2 separate regions of the Athene noctua genome follow, and region 2 is linked to region 1. A link is a contact called in public Hi-C data. All regions are on one chromosome and are shown on one strand. The core of a region is the stretch at or near the end of the contact, and the rest is flanking DNA. Distances in the headings are between cores, read along the strand shown.

Region 1 (3,669 bases), core at 538-3,037:
AAAACAAATATGGATGTTCAGCTTCCCAAAACTTCAATCAATCTATTAAATCAGACCTGTTAGTTAACTATAGAAAGACTTTACTGAATGTGCAAGATGTCTTGACTGCTTCCAGCCGTTAAAGACTCTGTAATGCCTACTGCATAGACAGTCATTTACACCTGAAAATTAACATCCTACATTCAGCATTAATTCAAGTAACACCAACAAAAAGATTATTCGATTCCTTTCATCATTCTTCTCAGTCAACAGGCAGCTTTGTTATATGCTAGTACCAGATAACCCACTCCACCCCACTCTTATAACTGTAGAATAATGCATATTTATGAACTAGAATTTTTAAGATGTGGCAGATTTTCATAAGCATTACATGCTGGAAAAGGCTAAACCAACACCTTTCACTACAGTGTGCTATCTGTAAAATACTGCCATGCTGTCCTACCTACCAATCTATCATCTATATTTGATCTTAATCAGGTAACTTCTACACAATTCATGCTTTTAATAAACAGTATTATACTAAAGTAAGTTGCTGTTAAATTAATATATTAACTTAAAAATAGAAATTTGAGTTTTAGTAAGAGATAAACTGTAGCAGTTTAAAGTACTTACTATTTCTTCTTCTACAATAACTCTAAATGCTTGATCCAAGGTACACTTCTTTTCATTTTCACTGCAAATGCAAACATTCCACATCAGTTAATAACGAATACTAAGGACAAGATTACTAAAAATTATCTGAATAGGCACCTTTTAAAACCAAGCAACATTTACCTACCTCCCAGGAATCTGGTTAAATGCGTTCAACAATGGCTTGATACTTTTGTTATTCAGAGCCTCTCTGGTGGATGTCTACCAAAATGTAAAGAAAGAGAAGTCAGAAAACCAGTACAAAACCAGAAGGATCTCCTCCTTCCTCTGACAGCAGTAGTATTTTTAAGCGAAACACGGAGGAATACACTGTTGTGACCAATGCTGTATCTACAACAGTCTCAAGTCACCCCCCCACAACTGCCCCCGCCTCACAGGCAGGTTAAAGTGATTTGGAACATGACACCCGATAAGAAGATGGTGGGAAAGATTACTACATCCTGTAACAAAATCCACCTAATGGAGCAAGTTTCTGTGCCTCGACTCCTTCTGTGCAAATCCCATCCTCCTGCCCAACAAACGAGGCTGCAAGAGGCCGGGATCCAGAGGCCTGGGTGCGCATCCAACCCCACCTGCCACCTGCCCTAGCAACGGAAAAGCGAGAGGCGCAAAAGAGACAAGCGCGTTGCTACGGTCGTTTTGTTGCGGCGGTTACACCGTATTTTTTATTTTACGTTAATTTTAGTTAACTGAACAGCAGAGCCTCCCCTTGGCGAGCTAGACCGAGCCTGTACGAAGCCCCGTCGCCCAACTTCACGTGGCCTGCCCTGAACGCCCGCTAAAGGAGAGGCCGAGCCCCTCCGGAGGGGGAGCCCTGGCCGGGCCTGCGGAAGGGCAGGGGGCGGGCGGCGCCCGCTGAGGCAGAGCCCTACCCCGGCGCGCAGGCGCAGCCTGCCTCCCGCCCCGTCCCCCTCCGCGCGGTAGCGAGGGAGAGGAGCCTCCAAGCCGGCCCGCCCGCGCTCGTGCCCGGCCTCACCGTGAAGCGGAGCCGCGCCTCGGGCAGGCTGAAGAGCGGCGGCGACATTGCTCCAACGGAACGACGCTCCGCAGCGCGCGCCGATGACGCCATGCTCCCACAACGGCTCTGCCCCCAACGGCTCTGACAACGTCCCGAGAGGCCACGCCTCCTCCCCGATAGGCCACGCCTCTTCCCCGCTAGGCCACGCCTCCTCCGCTAGGCCACGCCTCCTCCACCCCGCCCCCCGCCGGAGCCTCGCTCTCTCCTCCCGCCGGAGCGCGCGCGGGGGCGCATGCGCGCGGGGCGGCCTCCGTGGATGGAGGCGGGAGAGGGGGAGGCAGCGTCAGGCCGCGGCGTTTGGTTGTGGGCTGCTGTCGTAGTGAAAACGGCTTTAAAAGGTTTACGTGTGGCGGAGTGACGGATGCGGAGGGGGTTCTTCTAGCCACCGTGTTGTCCGAAAAGTGGGTTCGTCGCCCGATGTGCACTAGGTCAATAATCACACAGCCAGGAGAGACGCTGCTTATTTATTTTAGGGTTGTGCAAGCCCAGGTGCTCGGTGGCTTCCCACGAATCAGACACACCAGAGGGACTTGTCGTGCTGTATTCATACACAAAACTTGAAGAAATTAGTAATTCTCCAAGTCCATCCTCTCTGTGATGATTGCTTAGTAATTTACATGCAATTATAATACTGCTGACACAATAGTCCTACTACGATGCATGCTCAGGGGCAGGGTCTTCACCTGGGCAAGGGTCTTCTGGACCTATAGACATAATTATTAGTATTACAATGAGAGTAGTTCAGCTAAGGATGCATGGACCTTGCTTGCCAAGTTGGCAATGTACCCTTTTCAAGATCTAATTGCTCCAGGATGTCCTTGCTCAAAGAAGGCAATTTACTTCTTCTTCTGATTAGGGATGCCTTTGACTTTCTTTCTTGATCTCAGCATAATATTGCTACATTGTTCTAAAAGTTCAACCTTCAACAACTGCAAAGCCACGATCTACCACCATCTTCAAAGTATCACTGAAGGAAGAATAATAAGGAATTTTCATATCGTCAGTAAAATCACCTCAGCGCCAGCAGTTCACAGGTTGAACAATATCCTACAGATACCTCCTCCCGAGTCTCTTTTAATGGAAGCTTAATCATTGCTTCACTGGCAAATGTCCTGCAAAAATAAACAAATGTTTATTGTGGAATTCATATTTTTTCTGGCCCAGCTCCTTTAAAGACCACTTCTTCTAGCTAGCCTAAATAATGGTGGTTCCCAAACTTGGCTCTTTGACGGTTCATTTCCAGGCTTGGGATGCCTTGTCTTCCATTCTCATGTCCAAGCTTGCAGCTATGATTTGGGAACCCTTGCTGTGTGGTGTTCAGCCATAAACCAAATATATTCTTCATCAGCCTTCTCCTAGGACTCTCAAGGGCACCACGAAACTGACTGGAGATACTGTTTTCTCCCACCACTTCTGCTTTACTTTTTGCTGTCAAAGCAAAGGGATTTGACCTTCTTTTCCTGCTGGAAGAAAACGTCCCAAACCAAACACAACCCCCCCCACACACCTTTTTTCTTACCAGTGTTGAAATTTCTTAAGCAATCACCATCACTAAAAAGCCAGCTATGGCTGGCTGATCCTGCCCAGCCCATTCTGGTGATAAATGGCTCTCAAGGTGTGTGACTAGCACTAAACAAACCGGTCTAAGTCTGTTTAGACTGTCACCGTGTTCCTGGGTGTGTGACTGCCCTTAAATCTAAATTCCTCCACACAGCACATCTGTGTTGCAACACTGAGTGGGTTTCTTTAACCCCTGGAAGAAAAAGCTATGTTATTTGATGAAGGTAGGCTTCTTCCCCTCGTATGTAGAGACATGCCAGTCCCAATTCACTGGGCGAGGAGCACTGCCAGAAACCCTGGGGGCTCTGTGAGGGGAAGATCTCTTAACGCATGTGTGCTGGTTTTGGCTGGGGTAGAGTTAATTTTCAATATAGTAGCTAGGAGGGGGCTATGTTTTGGATTTGTTCTGGAAACAGTGTGGATAATTCAGGGATGTTTTC
Region 2 (3,669 bases), core at 360-2,859, 170 kb after region 1:
AAGCCCCACATTCAGAAGATGGGCAATTTTGAAAATAAGCATTGGGATCTGTGCCAGAAGCAGCCTCCAGCCTCTCCACCCTGGGGCAGGAGAGCTGTTCTCCCTCCCTGCAGGGCAGAGGCTGTCTGCTTTCTTGCAAATTCCTGTGAACTATGGGTGATGCGTTGAAATTGCCTTTTTTGCTCTGGATCGAGTAAAGCTTTCTCTATATTGAGTCAAGTCCAGAAAGGCCAACAGTAACTTTTGCTAGTAAACGAATATTAGCAAAGATAAATGTCAAAAATGAAGGGGCAAACCCTTGCAGTGAAAGGTCAAAGTCTTTGCTAGGATTCATGACACTCGTGGGCCAGTAACATGCATTTCAAAAGTGTCTGTAATAGATTGTCTTCCTTTGTGCAAATGTATTTTCCATTTACCCTCAAACCTGAGCCAAGCTTGAGGCCCAGAGAGAGAGACTGCCCCTTCTACTTCAGCCCAAGCCCCAGGGGCGCTTAATAAACAGTCTAGTCAGGGGATTGTGAAGTCTGCAAGGGCGCCTGTTTGGTATTGCCTCAGAAGAGAACTTTGAAAGGTCTGGTGTAGTGATGAGTCTTGATCAAGGAGTTAGCATTTCAGTGAGCCAGCAATTCATATATATTAAAACAAAATACATATTTCCCTTCCATCCATAATTTTCAGAAAATAAGAGTGGAGCTACCTTAATTTTTAATGCAAATTGAGGACTTGCATTTCCCATTACACTTAACAGGTTCTTCACTCTTCCTGATAACATTTTTAAAAACAAAACCTTCAAATACCTTGCCTAAGCAGCATTAATCATGTTAGATCTTAACCATCAATCATCAGTTGGCTTTTATGAACTATGAGGTAAACAAAAAAGAATGGGATGTTTTAAAACTGCTGTTACAGACCATCAGCTACAGGCATCTACTTCCCCATCTCCTGTTTGACTTCAAGGGAGTATTACTGCTGAACATCACAAGGTGGGATATGATTTGCTAACAGTACTCGTCCACATTTTCTATCAAGCATCTGTTAGTATTTAAATATCTCATTACAAAGTATCCAAAACTTCACCCTGGTCAGATCCCAGACATATTTCATACACATGGATTAACTGAAGAAAATAATTAAGAGGGCAAACCCCCAAATACTAGCAAGTATAATGATGTATAAAATGCCCAAATTTGCTTATCTCATTTCAGACTCTACTCATATACCAGCCTGCATCTGGAATCCTGATTTTTTTTTTTTTTTTATTTCTGTGTTTTCAGAAGGTATATGAAGAAAGTCATTACATAATCCAGTGGATTTTATAGCAAATTAAAACAATGCTGAAGAGATTAAATGGTGGAAGCTATTTTTAGACAAACTGATTGTAACAGAATCACTAAGAACATAAGCTGCAAATGTCTCCTAAGGTAAAGAGCAAGATGATGGAAAAGCCGGTAAAACGAAAGGCCTCCGACTACAGAGAAATAGCAGATCCAAATTGCATTAAATCATATGGTTCTGCCCAACGCTCCCCCTAGTGGTTTGCCCACAGAGATGAGCATGAAGTCCCATACAGCAAAACCCTCCAGCCTAATGACAAAACGTCCCGTTAATAGGATTAAGTACTTTCTCATCAGATAATTAGAACATGGCAAAATCCGTGACAGTCCCAGCAATTAGATCAGAACACAACCCGACCCCTTCCTGACGCGGGGAGCAATTTTGCAGAGGAGGTATTTCGGTATTAATGGTAAGTATGTTGGGGTTTTTTTACTTTTCTTTGGTAATGGGTTTGTATTTCTTTGCAAAGTTAATTGGTCTTTCACTATAAATGTAAAGGTACAATATGCAAGTAATTATATAAGTAAATCCAGGGTATAAATAAATTAAAATAAATTTACATACGCACTTGCAGCTGATAACTGCATCTCCAAGAGGGCTATAATGGCTAACATGAAGGTACTTAAATACTGTGTTCACTTAATCAGATGAGAACTATAAAGTGTAGTTGCATGGATTCTAGAAAATAAACCCTTCTCCTCTAACTGCTTTTGCAGGGGGAATAAAGCAAATGGCATTTCTTTCCCTTATTTTGTAGGAATTTCTTTCAGTTCCTGATGTGTTTGTTTACAAAACTGATCCAACTGCCAATTTCTTGGCACACCTATTATTGCATCTGCTATATTATGTGTTATACTGAAGGACAATGAAATAAATTGTATGTTTGGAGACAAGAAAGGGAACAACACTCCAGAAATATCCCTTTCTAAATTTGGAAATAATGTTTAGCATAGATGCATTTACAATATGAACTAAGAACATAGCGTGAAATCAATAAATAGTGTGTTTCACATGGCAGAAAAGGGATAGACAACCACACAAGCTTTTCATTTTAAATATATATGTCCTGATTCTCTTACACCACTGTGCAAACTCAGTGGAATTCATCTAGTTAGTCTGAATAGATAATTACAAATGAGGTCAAGCTTCTTACTCATGTGTTTTCACTAACAGTAGCATTTAGATGCATATTATAGATCTCAAAAAACATAGTTAAAGTCAAAATTAATGGAAACTTGTATAATACTTAGTAAACATTACACCTAGGCATTTGAGCATCATGAAGATACTTATATTTAACTGCACTGACCTGCTTCTTTAACAGAAAGAACATGAAGTCCTCTTGGTTATTTATAATATACGTGCTATGGCTGAATGGTCACCAGTGTGCACCAACAAGGCAGGAAGAAATTAATTCCTGGGAGAACCTGAAGCGTATGTATGCTTTTCTTATTAGGGGTGTGCTGGAAGCCCCTGGCCCCAGGTCTCCAGTGTCCTGGTGCATTTTGACTTCCACATTCACTGGCGTCAAGAAGATCTGCATTCATGTGTGGAGCTTAGAAACCGTTATATAGCTGACTACATGCATCCACACACACAATGGGGAAATAAGAACAACCAGGATGAGAAAGTAAAGTGATTAAGAGATAGACATGCTCTTACAAAAAAGTATTTATAGCATTTTTATAGGTTATTTTGTCCCTCATAGATCATTAGACCATAAACTGAACACAAAATTCAATTCCACAAATTCTGAATTATTTTGTTTATTTAAATAATATTTGAAAATGTTTATTCTACAGTTATATACTTTGCTGGAAAAGGTGGTTATTACAAATGAGATAAAATTATAGAAAAAAACCAGCTATTCTGCATATATTCACCTTTAAGCATGGCTTTATTTTGTGGACAGAAAACCCAAGAGGATCAGCCATGAAATATTCCTTCTGTCTACGTTAACAATATTTCTGTAACAATCAGAAAGTTAGGGGAGGGGAAGAAAGAGGTAAAGGAAGAAATTACTGACATGCTTTTGGCAGTCTCAGGTTGATGTGGCTTTTAGTTGTTTTGTATAGCTCCAGTGATATTCAGGGTATTTCTGACAAGGGAACAAACACAGATAAAGGACAGGCAATCATGCAGAGCTTCAAGGTGCAATGTGTGGGCTAAACCAGGTTTTCACCAAAACTCTATAGTCTTTGCTTCACAGGAAGTCTAGAGATTGTATTTTTATGAAAGCAGGTTGAAGGCACCTCTAAAGTATGTAAAGAGAAATGTAAAAAGAAGCTGTCACAGGCTGCTTGCAAATCAAAGATAAATCCATAGGATATGTCA

Evidence for each region. Hi-C and Micro-C count contacts between places; a contact is called where the count stands out from the background.
Region 2: a contact with region 1 is called in a Hi-C map of liver, with 6 times the contacts expected there. The contact joins the promoter of CLUL1 here to the promoter of THOC1 in region 1. A contact is called at or near these places in 2 of 2 Hi-C or Micro-C datasets (heart and liver).

Annotation. Positions count from the first base shown.
Region 1 is chr2:52,879,049-52,882,717 of bAthNoc1.hap1.1, forward strand. THOC1 (THO complex subunit 1) reads right to left here and starts at 1,788. Exons shown (of 22, transcript XM_074897755.1): 1 at 1,628-1,788; 2 at 779-852; 3 at 613-673. The coding sequence starts at 1,720.
Region 2 is chr2:53,052,848-53,056,516 of bAthNoc1.hap1.1, forward strand. It overlaps CLUL1 (clusterin like 1), which reads left to right and starts at 1,610. Exons shown (of 9, transcript XM_074899121.1): 1 at 1,610-1,744; 2 at 2,660-2,769. The coding sequence starts at 2,667.